Regions from separate parts of the Sus scrofa genome. Here region 1 is linked to region 2. A link is a contact called in public HiChIP or PLAC-seq data. All regions are on one chromosome and are shown on one strand. The core of a region is the stretch at or near the end of the contact, and the rest is flanking DNA. Distances in the headings are between cores, read along the strand shown. Region 1 holds the start of SMG9 (protein SMG9). Region 2 holds the start of ZNF576 (zinc finger protein 576).

Region 1 (6,953 bases), core at 145-2,644, 130 kb after region 2:
ATGCTCATGCAAACTGATTCATTCCGCACATTTGCAAATAATTGTTTACAGTTTCTAGTGACTATTCCCCTTAGAAATTGGGACTCCTCCCTCTCCTGCAATTAAGTGTCTGTTCCCTTGTCTCACTGGGGATTCTGCCCCAGCACTAAAGTGTCTGTTTACAAACCTAAGAGGAGCCCCTTCCCATGCATGTTATTCAGGGAACTTCCACAGTATTTGAGTTTATTCCACAGCCCCTAACAGGAGTTGTCCAGAATTTAAGAGTCCACCTACAAGAATTTTGGAGACCCCCAATATTGTTTCCAGGCTCCTCTGGGGCTTACCCACCCCCAGAAGTATAAAGCCAGTCTACTTGTGTTTATTTACAGATCTCTTACAGTGACCTTCCAGAATTTAAGAACCTTAATTACAAATTCTTTGTGAGGCTCCCTCAGTACTTAAGCATCCCTTCATCCCTCCCTTTTGGGGATCTCCCAGAATCTAAGTGCCTGTTGGCAAGTTATTTGGGGAGACTCCCAATTCCTAACTCCGTATTTACGGTCTAATGAAGCATCCCCTCCCCAGGACTTGAGTCTATCCACACTATTTTTCTGAAAACTCTCTAGCAATTACACATATATTTAGTCTCTTATATGGAGTCTCCCCTGGAACTTGAATCTATGTTTTACTCAGGGAATTTACTCATAATTAGACAACGGTTTACAGGCTTCCCGCGAGGAACCCCAGAACTTTAGTTTCTATTTACACAGTAACTGGAAGTACTTGAAGGTCCTCCCTAGTGTTTAAGGATCGTTTGCAGGCCTTCTACGAGAATTCCCAGAACTTGAAGTTTCTCTATACACGTTACTAGAGAGACTTCGCAATAATTTACGGCCAGTTTACAGGCTCTATTACGGCCTCCCAGAACTGAAGTTCCCACATACACATTTGAATCCTCCCCACCCAACTCCCGCCAACCCGGTATTTAATGGGTTGCTCTTGGCTCCACACTCAAGTTACACACACCCGCCCAGGCATCAGAGCGACCGAATAGCGGCCCAGGAGGGGGCGGGGCCCCGAAACCCGCCCCGCGCTCCGCCCCCCGCTGGGGCGCCAGCAGCGCGCGGGCACGCGGGCCCCTTACCTTAGTCGATTGGTTTCTGGGGAGCAGAGGTGCGGGCGCTCTGAGATAGGGGTGGGGGCAGGGGGTTCCACCACGAGCCACCGGCCTGTAAATGGAGTCAGGGGGTCCGGAATCGTAGAGGGGAGAGAGGCAGAGAACAAGCACCGGTCAATCCAGAACCGATCGGGGTACCCGGAAACGTCACCCAAGGGAGGCCGGCACGCGGAAGGAAAAGGCGGAGGAGATATCGCGGGGTCAAGCCGAGATCAGGTTGCGCCAGCTGCCGCCCCTGCGCATGTGCCGCAAACTGAGCGCGCGAGAATCGAGCGTGAGCGCCGGGCTGAGCATGCGCAGATGGAGGTGGTTGGCCTCAACACGCGTGCGGATTACGGAGGGAAGGTGGGAGGACGCGGCGACTCCTCCTCTGTGCGCGTGCGCGTCTCTAGGGGCGTGCGTGGGCGGGCAGAGCTGAGGGAGAGGCTGCGGTCTTGGAGGTTTTGAGTTCGAGTCCCACCTCTTCTGGAGTGTAGGCGGCATGCGGTGGGGTGGGGCAGCAAGTGAGGAATTTCGGTGATTGCCGAATGAATCAGACTTGGCATATGTGCTGGAAAAGATCCCGGTCTGCGGCGGGAGACAGCTAGTGGATCAAACTACTTAGGCATTGCAGGGCGCCGTTGGATCTTGAATTGATGGGCAAGGGCCCTCCAGGCGGGGGAACCCTGGGGGAAGGTCCAGACTGGCTTGTACTATTGGAGTTCCACTGAGGCGGGAGATGAGGCAGTAGACAAGGGCAGGTCAGATCCTGAAGGGACAAGAGTCGACGATTGGTATGAATACCAAGACCACGTATTAAACCCTTCGGAGACCGGGTGGAAATTTGAACCGCCTGAGGGTGCAACCTGTGTGAGGCGTTGAGGAATACCTGGCCCGGTGCAGAGAGCACACGCGCAGTCCACTAGTGGCGGGTTACCCTTGAGACTGACAGGTGGTACTAGAGAAGACAGCAGTTTGTGTATATTCATAGACATGTAGGTGAGTGGGGCGTTGGCTATTTTTCATTTGAAACTATATTTGGACAGGGAGCACCTCACCTGTACATTCTGACAAAATTCAAGCAGCCAGTAGGGTCCACAATAAAAGCCACTTTCCACCCTTGTCCCCATATTCCATCCCTAGAGCACCATTTCCCAGTTTCTTTTTCTTTTTGTTTATTTATTTATTTTTTTATCTTTTTAGGGCCGCAGCATATGGAGGTTCCCAGGCTAGGGGTTGAATTGGAGCTACAGCCGCCAGCCTACACCACAGCCACAGCAACACCAGATCCAAGCCGGGCCTGCAACCTATACCACAGCTGACGGCAATGCCAGATCCTTAACCCACTGAGCGAGGCCAGGGATCGAACCCACAACCTTAGGGTTCCTAGTCAGATTTGTTTCTGCTACGCCACAACGGGAACTCCCCTCCCAGTTTCTTTCTGAAGCTACTGTTAAAGCATTGGTGTTGAGAGCTTGAGGCTGGGTTCACATAAATGGTGGCTGACCTTGGCCAAGTTCCTTAACTCTCTGCTGCTATGCCCCTGTTTCTGAAATGGAGATGAGGGCACCAGGTTGATAACACTGGTAGAGTTAAATGGGTGACAGTACCTAGAAGAGTTCCTGGGGCATAGTAGCACTATGTGTTCTCATTATGTTGTGGTTTACCCTGATAATGGTAACGGTTGAGTCTGAACCGCCACCTACCTTCCAGGCCTCATCCCTGCTGCCATTTTTCCCAGCACAGGTGCCAGGTGGGACCATTTCTCCAGACTGTCATAGGTTGAGTGACAGATCCCTTCACACAGACTGAGTTGAGAGTCTTGTTGTTTATAGATTTTCAAGAAGATTCTGGTTGTTTGGCGGAAATACAGAGGACAGGTCCTCTTTGTGTTATGTCTGTCAGGGTCCCTTTTTCGCATTCTCATCTGTTAGGTCACATCTGTTTTCCTTTCTTGAGTTTTTCAACCCCAGATTAGCCCCCATGTCATTGTCACCTCTGGGCAGCCCTCAGAGGTGGAAATTTGACTTAAGGGAAGAAAGGAGGGGCCTGGCATTGGACCATGGGCCCACTGTATGCCAGGTTCTGGTTTACAGATGTCACTACAATCTTCTCCCCTCCTCATTTAACAGATGCAGAAAATGAGTCTGCAGGAGAAGAAGGGCCTTACTGAAGTCCCCAAAGCCAGGAAGCATCAGGGCCTGGATTCAAACCCAAGCTCGTCTCACTCTAGGGTGAGCCCACATTTTTTCCCTGGCAACAGGCAACCTGCCTAGCGGTGAGTCAGTGGTGCAATCATGCACCCAGAGAGCTGCCTTTTTCCTTATATTAGTGGGATGGCATGCCATTGTGGGGATGGCCCATACTTTATTTAACCATTTCCCTATTGATAAACATTTAGGCTGTTTCTGGACCTTTGCTCTTACAAACGTTTGTCACAGTGAATATCCCTGATTGCACATCTGATTGCACGTACATGAAGGTATCATCAATAGACTGTCTCATTAGAAGTAGAATTGCTGGGTCAAAGGGCACATGCACGGGGAATTTTAAGAGCCATTTACCAAAGGATCTGTTCATGTCTCAGTTCATTTCTCTGTTCCTTTCATGCATTTGTTTATATCTGTTGAATTAATTATGGAATGCTTGTTATCTGCCAGGCGTGCATATAGGCTGGAGATCCTATAGTGAATAGGACAGAGCATCTGCCTTCCAGGAGCAGATCTGGTAGGGCAGACGATGTCAGGTAAAAGATGTATGCAAGGAAAAATCAGGATAAGAGAATTGAGAGTGACACAGGTCACAGAGAGTGAAAGGTGGTCAGGGAAGGCTGCACTGAGGAGGTGACATTTGAGCAGAGGCCTGAAAGATGGTAAGGAAATCAGCCATAGGAAGATGCTGAAGAACAAGTGGAAAGATCCCAAAGTGGGAGTGAACCTGGGCGTTCAAGAATCATCAAGGTGACCAGAGTGGCCTCAGCAGAGTGGAAAAGGACTCTAGTTTTAAAGAAGGGTGCATGAGGTCTTGTAGGCCATGGTCAAGGCTTTCAAATTTACTTCCAACTGCAACAGGAAATCATAAGCCAGGGCCAGAGTGTTACGATGTCTGTTTTATAAAGACTTCTTGGAGTTCTCTTGTGGCTCAGTGAGTTAAGAACTCCACTAGTGGAGTTTCCATTGTGGCTCAGGGGAAACGAATCTGACTGGCATCCACGAAGGCAGAGGTTTGATCCCTGGCCTCAATCAGTGGGTTAAGCATCCAGCGTTGCCATGAGCTGTGGTGTAGGTCACAGACACAGCTCAGATCCTGCATTGCTGTGGCTGTGGCACCAGCAATGACACCTAGCCCGGGAACCTCCATATGCCATGGGTTTTGCCCTTAAAAAAACAAACAAAAACACCAGTTATAATGGAAAAAATAAAAATCATTATTAAAAAATGAAAAAAATAAAACCACTCGACTTGTATTCCTGAGGACACAGGTTCAATCCCTGGTCTCCCTCAGTGGGTTAAGGATCCCGTGTTACCGCAAGCTGCAGTGTTGATCACAGATGTGGCTCAGATCCTGCATTGATATGGTGTAGGCCGGGAACCACAGCTCCAAATTGATTCCTAGCCTGAGAACTTCAGTATGCCACAGGTGGGACCCTGAAAAGAAAGAAAGAAAAAAAGCTTTCTCTAGTGAACACCAAAAAGTAATAACAGTGGTTGACTGTGGGTGGGGTGATGAAGGTTATAGGTAGATGAGGATCAGAACTGGGAGGAAGGCTTCTTGAGACTGTTACACTTTGGAACCATGTGACTGTTATTTGTGCACAAAAAGTTAAAGCAGTGCTTGTGGCTGTGAAAGAGAAGAGGCTGTAGCTGGGCAGCCGTGGAAGCAGGAGAGGAGGAAGCTGCTGTCCTTCCCTGGGTGAGAGATAATGGTGACTCAGGAGGAAGCTTGTGTGAGAGGAAGCGTGAATCAGGGATGACTTAAAAGTTATTCTGGGAGTTCCCGTCCTGGTTCAGCTATTAACGAACCCGACTAGTATCCATGAGGACGTGGGTTCGATCTCTGGCTTCGCTCAGGGGTTAAGGGTCCGGCATTGCTGTGAGCTGTGGTGTAGGTAACAGACGCAGCTCGGATCCCGCATTGCTGTGGCTCTGGTGTAGACCGGCGGCTACAGCTCCGATTAGACCCCTAGCCTGGGAACCTCCATATGCCGCCAGTGCGGACCTAGAAAAGGCAAAAAGGCCAAAAAAAAGTTATCCTGAAGCTTGGGGCCTGACTAGCTGGGTGAAGAGTGATGCTTTTTACTGAGATGGGGAAGAGGAGTCTTGATGGGGAATTGACAAGCTTTGAACTTCGTAACTTGGAGGTACACATTGGACGTCAAGTACACAGTTGCAGTTGGGCGAAGCCCAACTTTGTAGACACAGAAATTTTTACAGTCTTTTCATTCCCGAATTTTAAAAACTTTTATGGTATAACGAACTCCCACATACCCAGCACCCGGTGTGGATAATTACCTTTTACTTACGTTGTTTCCTCTGTTTTCCTTTCCCACGTATAAGTACACATTTTCCTGGAGTGTCTCGATTATTTTTTAAGCTGTTAAGCAAATCTCAGATGTCCTATCATTTTATCAATAGCTACCACGTCATGAATTTTGGAACTGTTAGTATATAGATGGTATTTAAAGCCCCAGGATTTGCTGAAACTACCCAGACTGGTAGAGAGTAGAGACTGGGCGTGAATCTCCCATATTTAGGAGTCAGGGAAAGGACCAGCATCTTAGAGGGGGGCCGAGAGGGAGCAGGAACATCAGGACAGGTGATGACCTGGGACCAAGTGAACACAGTGTTCCGAAAAGACGGTGATCAACTGGGGAGCAGAGATGTGGGGCAGAAGCTGGAGGGGGACGTAGGGTCCGCTGTGAAGAAAACAGGGCCGTATCCCCCAGTCTCGCTATGTCATGGAAACGTCTCAGTTTCCTAATACAGAATTGACAAGGCAAAGATTATAGGTACTTATTTTTCTTTATTTTTGTTGAGGTGTAACTTAAAGGTGCAGAAAAGGCCCAGATCTTGAGGGTTTAAGTCAATGAAGTTTTATAAATATATATACTTGTGGGACCACTAACCAGGTCAAGATGGAGACCTTTCCAACACCCCAGAACTTTCTCTTGGTCCCTTTCCCTGTCGACTCCCCCACTCCAGAAGCAGCCACTGATGTGATTCCACTCACTATGGATGAGTTGTGCCTGCTCTTGAACTTGATAGAAATGAAATCTTATAGCAGGTCTTCTGTGTTGTCTGCCTTCTTTACCTCTTGAGTCTGTGTCCTCCCTACTATGAAATGTACCAGGAGTTTGTTCTGTAAGAACTTACTTTTAAAGCATTTCCAGGAGTTCCTGTTGTGGCTCAGTGGTTAATGAATCCGACTAGGAACCATGAGGTTGCGGGTTTGATCCCTGGCCTTGCTCAGTGGGTTAAGGATCCGGCGTTGCTGTGGCTGTGGTATAGGCCGACAGCTACAGCTCCGATTAAACCCTGAGCCTGGGAACCTCTATATGCTGCGGGAGCGGCCCTAGGAAAGAAAAAAAAATGCATTTCCACATACAGGTTATTTTACAATATCTAACATAAGACTCCAAATTTGAATTCCAAATGTTTTGCAGTTTGGTGAAAACGTCGTGAGCTTTAAGGATGATGGAGTCTGTAAATTCCGTAAAGGTCCTTCCAGTTCCGGTGGGATGTTTTTCACATGGGAGGAATGGCAGCCTATCTGTGTGCTGATAGGAGTGATGGCACGAGAGTCTACGAGAGAGGAGACT
Region 2 (6,981 bases), core at 2,607-5,106:
GGGAGCCCGCCCGGCCGCAGCGGGAACACCGGCGGGGGCGCCTCCTCCAGGACCTCCCACGCCTCGTCCTCTGGGCTCACTGGCGCTGTGCGCTCAGAGTCCCCGCTGCCCGCTTTCGTTGCGCCAACGGCAATCGGCTGCAAACTTTCGCTGCTGGAACCTTCCCCACAGCCTGCTTTCTGCGACCCAGTGCCAGGGGTCTCCCTCCCCTCACTGCGTGCATTTTTACCCCCTCCTCCACCTGCGTTCTCTAAGCTCTCGCCGCGGGGCTTCTCCGTCTTTTCCTCCTCTCCCAGAGACTCTGGATCCTCGCCCTTGCCGTCTGTTCGCACGCAGACCAGCGGTGTATCCGGTAGCACCAAGGGCCGGACCTGGGCCCAGTCCTTCTCGGTGGGGGCCCCAGGGGTGACGAGAATGACAGCGTCGTAGTGGGTCGGGTGTGGGACGGCAGCAGTGCCCATGGAGCCCAGAGGCACGGTCCAGAGCACCACATTGGGGCGCTCTGGGGCCGGATAGGAAGTGGGACTCTCAGGCACTGAGGCAGGCACTGCACCTGGGTCGTCAGTATCTAACCCAAGAAGCACGTTCAGCACAAGGCCCATGTCAGCCCTACCAGCCACCGCCAGGTCCAGGCGTGCGCTGCCCAGTCGCTCCAGGCCGGCTCGAACCCATGACAGCGCCGCCTCCAGGCCACCGGTCTCGAAGGCCTCACGTACAGCCTCCAACTCTGCTGCGCCCAGCACCTCGAAGCCATCCTGAGCCGGTGGTAGGAGCCTGTGGGGACAGGGAGCGACAGGGTCAAGTGCAGAAGCTGGGCTATCATGACCAAGGTGGAACTTTTCAATGAAGAAGGAAAGGCCAGACTAATGGCACAGAAAATAGAAACCAGGGCTATGAAGAAAAGAGAGGCGCTTAAAGAGGAGGTGGGAGAGGAGTTCCCATTGTGGCGCAGTGGTTAACGAATCCGACTGGGAGCCATGAGGTTGTGGGTTCGATCTCTGGCCTCGCTCAGCCTGTTAAGGATCCAGCGTTGCCCTGAGCTGTGGTGTAGGCTGCAGACAAGGCTTGGATCTCATGTTGCTGTGGCTCTGGTGTAGGCCGGTGGCTGCAGCTCCGATTCGACCCCTAGCCTGGGAACCTCCATATGCCTCAGGAGCAGCCCAAGAAAAGGCAGAAAGACAAAAAAAAAAAAAAAAGAAAAGAAAAAAGAGGAGGCAGGAGAGGTGGATTGGGACCAGGCTGGGGTTACACTCTGGGAGTTACACTTCCCTAGGGTTACATCCTTTAGGAGGGAGGCTTTCTGAGAAACCTGCAGGATTAAGAAAAGACTGTGCCGGTGGGACAAAACTCAGAGTGAAGCTTGGAGCAAAGACAGAATCAGGACTGTAAATGAAAATTGAGGCCTTCCCTGGTGGCTCACTTGGTTAAGGATGCAGCATCCTCACTGCTGTGGCTCAGATGCCATTGCTGGCCCAGGAACTTCTGCATGCCACAGGTGCAGGGAAGGAAAGAAGGAAAGAAGGAAGGAAGGAAGGGAAGGAGAGAGAGAGAGAGGAAGGAGGGAAGGACAGGCAAGGGAGCTCTTTACTGAGAGTAGGTGTAGGAAGGGATGTCAGGACCAGTGAGGGGAGGAGTTCCCATTATGGCTCAGTGGTAATAAATCCAACTAGTATCCATGAGGATGTGGGTTCAATCCCTGGACTCACTCAGTGAGTTAAGGATCCAGCATTGATGGGAGCCGTGGTACAGGTCGCAGATGTGGCTTGGATCTGGTGTGGCTGTGGCAGAGGCCAGCAGCTGCAGCTCCAAATCGACTCCTAGGCTGGGAACATCCATATGCCTCAGGTGTAGCCATTAAAAAAAAAAAAAGAAAGAAAGAAAGAAAAAAAACACCAGGGAGGGGAGAAGCCGCATCTAGTTTTTATCAAAGGGGTGTGACTAAGGAAAACAGATGAGTGGTGGGCCTGGCCCAGAGAAGAGGCTGCCCCTCCCTGAGTCCATCTCTTTTTGATGTCTCCCGGGTGGGTGGAGAAAATTTACAAAGTAGCCAGCAAGTGGAGAGAGGGGTTAGAGAAAGGAAGTGGGGGAAGGCCCCCAAAACGACAAAGCTCGCTGAGGCCGTGGCTTTCCAGAGACTGAAATCTTTGAGAACCAAGCAGATGGTGGAGAGGAGGGTGAAGACTAGAAAGCAGAGTCTTCCGGTAAAATATGGGAAGGAATTACCAGCTTATAGGGCGATGGCGAGCCCTCTTCACACTTTGGCCTGGGGTAGTATTTGGGTGCTAGGTCCTGGGCTCTCCTCGAATTCTCTCGGGAGAGGGACTTGTGACCTCAGAGAGCGCTCACAGGAGGCAGAACCTGGATGACAAGTCAGAACACCTAGCTGACCCTTGGCTGGGATGGAGCCCAGATGACAAAAAAGGGTGCTAGTTTGGGGTGGAGCCTCACAGACCTCAAAACCAGCGCTAAAAGGCAGGACCCAGACAAGGGAACAGGGCTTCCAACAGATATTCTGTTAAGGCTGGCTCAAAATGCGCTGGAGGTGGGGTCTCGCAGACCTCAAGGAGCATCTTAGGGGTGGGAGGTGTAGACTCAATAAAGCCCCAGGCCTCTGCAACCCACCCTGAAACGCCACGCTCACCTCTGCAGCGCCTCCGCCTGGCTCCGCAGCGCCGTCCGCAGACGCTCCAGTTCCTCGGAGCCCTCGCTGCTGCGGCAGTCGGTCGGTAGCACGAAGAGAGCCGCGGCGCCCAAACCGGCGCTGTCCAGCAGGGCCGCTGTCTGATCCCGGGCCTGGGCTTCATTCTGTGACTCCCCAGGGCCAAGATTCCTAACAGCCAGCAGCGGCGTCCCTCGGGCCAGGGCGGCCCGCGCTGCCTCCCCCAGCGCTGGGGCCAAGGGCTCCCCATTCCCCTCGGGGCCGAGCAGCACCAGTACCAGCACGTTGGCTTCCGCCGCCCAGGGCCCCGGCGCTGCGGGTGGGCAGCTCAGCTCACCCAGGAAGAGGCCTGGGCCCGCAGCTCGAAGGCTGGGGAGCCCGGAATCCGGACGCTTGTCGGGGATTTCTATAGTCTCCACATCCTTGTCGCACAGCGCTGCAATCAGCGCAGACTTTCCCGAGCCCGGAGGCCCCAGGAACAAGACGGTCACATCACCCCGTGGCGAAGGCATAGCTAGAAAGCAAGGAGACAAGACCTGGGTCAGGAAGCATTCAACCTTTTTCTTTCCTAGCCGCCCCACTCTGGTCTCAGATTTCAGCCTTTCATCCTGTACCCTTCTTTCGTTCTCGGTTATCACACCCATGCACCTAAAAACCTCGCTCCCGGGCCCTATTCCCCAGGGATCCGGGAGTGGTGGCCGCCCTTTCTGGATGTTTCCCTTTCTGCTTCAAAAATTGAGAAACCGGCCACCAGCCTCCTCCTCCTTCAGGGACACAAATGTTTTTAATCTCTCACTCTTCCCTTCCAATCACCAACCGAACAAACAGCGAGGTCACACGGGAGAGCGCAGTCCGTAGCAGCCGGTCAGCCGCTGAGAAGCCCCGCCCCTGTGGTCCGGGGACGGAGGCCGAGGAGGCTAGAGCGCCAGAAATTGGGGACGTCCAGACCCGTTCCGGGGGCTCTAACCTGATGTCATTCCTTTCAGGAGGGGGCGTGTCTCGCAAGCGTGACCTCAGGGACACGGCCCTTGGCAGCGCCTGCGCAGATCGGCGGAAGAATGTTCCTTCTCTAACTCTGCAGCCGCCGGGCCTTGAACAATGAGGGAACGAGAGCGCGTGCGCACCAGGAACATCTAACACACTTGTGCAATAAGCTTAGGTCTTTACGGCATGAATGGCTTGCAACGTCATCATTACGCACCCCAATGCAGAGAAGGACCTCGCCCATTATTTTGAGGACCGGGTTGGTGCGACTGCACTGCTGCCGGATGGCGATCGGGGACCTCGGCTTTGAAAGGCTCATCAGGCGAAAGGCCGTGGAAACCACCGGGACTTTAGACTCGGTGGGCCCTACCCCGCTTCCCTTCGGGTGGCGGCGCTGTGACGAGTGACTGACAGGCACAACGAAAGGCAGCCCTCTGGTGTCTGGAGAAAAGCGGAGCCCTGGGCTTCTCGCAGCTTTGGCGGCAGCGGGACACAGCGGCTGAGCGCGCGCGTGGGAAAGAGGGGCCTCTGGGTGGAACAAGGGTTTCGGGATGTCGGAGAAAGATGTTTCCCGAAAGGAGGCGGGCTAAACCGTGGGTACCACCACATGCCTCAAGTCACGTGGGATGAAAGGGGGATGAGGCTAGGGTCAAAGGTCAAGGGTCCCACGCTCTGAGCTCAGGGAGGGAGTTTGACATACGAGGCATAGGTCAGAGATCTCAAGCAAATGAGAAGGCTCTAAGGGGAGTCACAAACCCAGCAAGTTTAATCTTTGGGGAAGATTGAATCTTGTCTAGCGAAAACTCCATCCGGTTACAATTTAAGATGGTATCTCCTGGGGGGCAAAGGCTGGCAAAGAGCCTGTCAAAGGTCATAGGATTAGCGGGCCCTCTAAGGCTAGCTAGAGATGAGCGACTTCATTTGACTTACTATTCTGTCATGCATGTCCCTCTCTTAACCAGGGGGATCCCAGTCATCATGGAGCAGCAGGATCCTCTGGAGGTCCCACACTCCAAAGTGACCACGGAGCAGCAGGATTCGTCCAAGGAGAGAAGTGCCCCAAATCCAGGTGGTGACAACTGTGAGTCCTGCTGACCAGAGGAGGGTGGGTGCAGGAGCTGATGCTAAAAGGATTTCTACAGCATTTCAGTGTCCAAGGCTTTGCAGGGACTTGCCTGTTGGGAAGGAGCTGTAATGACCCATGAGCTGCCCTACCAGGACCTGCCACTCCCTGCCCTTACTCTTATTACCCTCAGAGATACCCACACTGCTCTGTCCACATAAGCATGCATGGGCTGCAGCTCAGAGGCAAAGTGGCATCCAGAGAGGCTTGGGGTGGGAGAAGTGGCTAAGAAGGGACAGTAAGCTCCAGTCCCAACTCTGCCCCAGACTTGCAGTGTGGCTCAAGCCTCTTGTTGCCCTATCAAGAGGTATGTTGCTAACTACCTCACAGGGTTGGTGTGAGAATGAGCAGAAAAAGGGAAAAGCCTGGCATTAATGAAGTTAGCCGGTCTGACACAGGGTAACAGCAACAGCTCCTACTTGATTGCCTGTTATGTGCTGGGCCCATTCTAAGAGTTTAACCCGTTATCTCCTTGAGTCTTCCTAACAGGCCCTATGCAATTGGTACTTAGCGCTTTCAGATGAAGGAACTGAGGCAGAGAGGTTAAGTATTTGTAGTGAGAGGCAAGGTGTCAATGATCTCCAGCCAGAGACCACCAGGAGTATACCTAGAGCTGAACTGGCTGGGCTTATTGCTCATTGCACTGAAAAAGCACACACCCCACGGGGCATCTTAGTAATAAGAAAATTACAGGATCTGGGTTTGTGGTAGGTGATTTGGGGAAGGGTTCAAGAAAGGGGTATTTGTTCTGAATGGATGCTGCCAGGAAGCAGGGGGGCAGTTACACAATTGGCTTTTTTTTTTTTTTTTTTTTTTTAATAAATCTTACCTAGAAGGAGGGAGGAACAAAGCAAGGCTCCAGCTGTGATTGGTAGAACAGCAGCAGGCGCTCATATGAGCAGAACAGGGGGATGTTTGGCCTGTTCTGCGGCTCAGACAGTGTTCACGTTTTGTCTGTGTTCAGACGGCATCATGGCGTGGCCTAGTCTTCATTCGCCTCAGTCACAGCACGGCCTCTTCTGACGATGTTCTGTGAAATTGTTTATGCTCAACAGGAGAACGCTGAGGCCTAGCTGTGAGTGCCAGGCCAGCTCCTGGCTGCAGGGCTGCTTTTCTCAACAGTAATTCTTGCAAACTATTGTGTAGCACTGTTCAAAGCACTTTTTATAATTCACCTATTCCTTCCAAAAACCCTATGAGGTAGATACTGATATCATTATGGTATATGGGTGCCATTTTCCAGATGAAAACACTGTTTTTACTTGCCCAGGAAGCAGGAAAACTGGGATTCAGTTCCAGGCAGCTGGCTCCATTGGCAGTGCTCTCATCACATGGCTCTATCAGAAGAGCAGCCTCCTGGGTTCCAATCCCGACTCCAGCATTTCAGTCCCTAGCATCATGACTGTTGGCAAGTTGCCTAACCTTTTTGAGTGTCAGTCTGCTCAGCGACAAGACAGGTCTGATAGGTTTCCCTGTGCAGCTGTCCAGCGTTGGCATAGCACCTGGCATGTAGGAAGCACTGCACCCTCAGTTAGCATGACCCTGGAGCTAGGAGAGGCCCTGGGGACTCCTGCTGGCCTCCCCCAACCTCACCCTGTGTCCCTCAGGCCACCAGGGGACCCTGCAGTGCACCCGCTGCCTCATCACTTTTGCCGATTCCAAGTTCCAGGAGCGTCACATGAAGCGGGAGCACCCAGAGGACTTCGTGGCCCAGAAGCTGCAGGGGGTCGAATTCATCTGCTTCACCTGCGCCCGCTCCTTCCCCTCCTCCAAGGCCCTTATCGCCCATCAGCGCAGCCACGGTCCAGCAGTCAGGCCCTCCCAGCTGGCTGCCCCCACCACCACCCAGCCCACTTTCCCCTGTCCTGACTGTGGCAAGACCTTTGGGCAGGCCGCTTCTCTGAGGCGGCATCGCCAGGCACACGAGGCCCGCACACCTCCTGGCCCCTTCGCCTGCACTGAGTGTGGTCAGGACTTTGCCCAGGAAGCAGGGCTGCATCAACACTACATCCGGCATGCCCGGGGTGAGCTCTGAGCGCGGCTTAAGCCCTCCCCAGGGCAGTGGGGGCTCTGTGGCTGGTAGGACCCACTACGATATGGGAATGGGAGACTTGGCAGGAAAGGCAGAAGACTGCTGATAAAGAGGACGCAGAAGATGCTCGGTTGGAGCTTCAGTCTTTGGAGGACACAAAAGCCTTTAGGGAAACGTAAAATC

The links. HiChIP or PLAC-seq counts read pairs in DNA pulled down with a chosen protein or histone mark.
Region 1: a contact with region 2 is called in an H3K27ac HiChIP or PLAC-seq map of alveolar macrophages. The contact joins the promoter of SMG9 here to the promoter of ZNF576 in region 2. A contact is called at or near these places in 1 of 5 promoter capture datasets (liver), 3 of 47 Hi-C or Micro-C datasets (embryonic fibroblasts, heart right ventricle and skeletal muscle) and 1 of 2 datasets of contacts at active chromatin or transcription factors (alveolar macrophages).

Annotation. Positions count from the first base shown.
Region 1 is chr6:50,568,353-50,575,305 of Sscrofa11.1, forward strand. SMG9 (protein SMG9) reads right to left here and starts at 1,395. Exons shown (of 15, transcript XM_013988666.2): 1 at 1,124-1,395. LOC102166702 (a long non-coding RNA gene) reads left to right here and starts at 1,130. Exons shown (of 3, transcript XR_298578.3): 1 at 1,130-1,501; 2 at 3,268-3,413.
Region 2 is chr6:50,438,324-50,445,304 of Sscrofa11.1, forward strand. ZNF576 (zinc finger protein 576) reads left to right here and starts at 3,857. Exons shown (of 3, transcript XM_005655924.3): 1 at 3,857-4,002; 2 at 4,606-4,712; 3 at 6,374-6,981. The coding sequence starts at 4,622. The coding sequence ends at 6,801. IRGQ (immunity-related GTPase family Q protein) reads right to left here and starts at 3,783. Exons shown (of 4, transcript XM_005655925.3): 1 at 3,627-3,783; 2 at 2,642-3,173; 3 at 1-774. The coding sequence starts at 3,636. ZNF428 (zinc finger protein 428) reads right to left here. Exons shown (of 4, transcript XM_021094479.1): 4 at 5,734-5,796. The coding sequence ends at 5,749.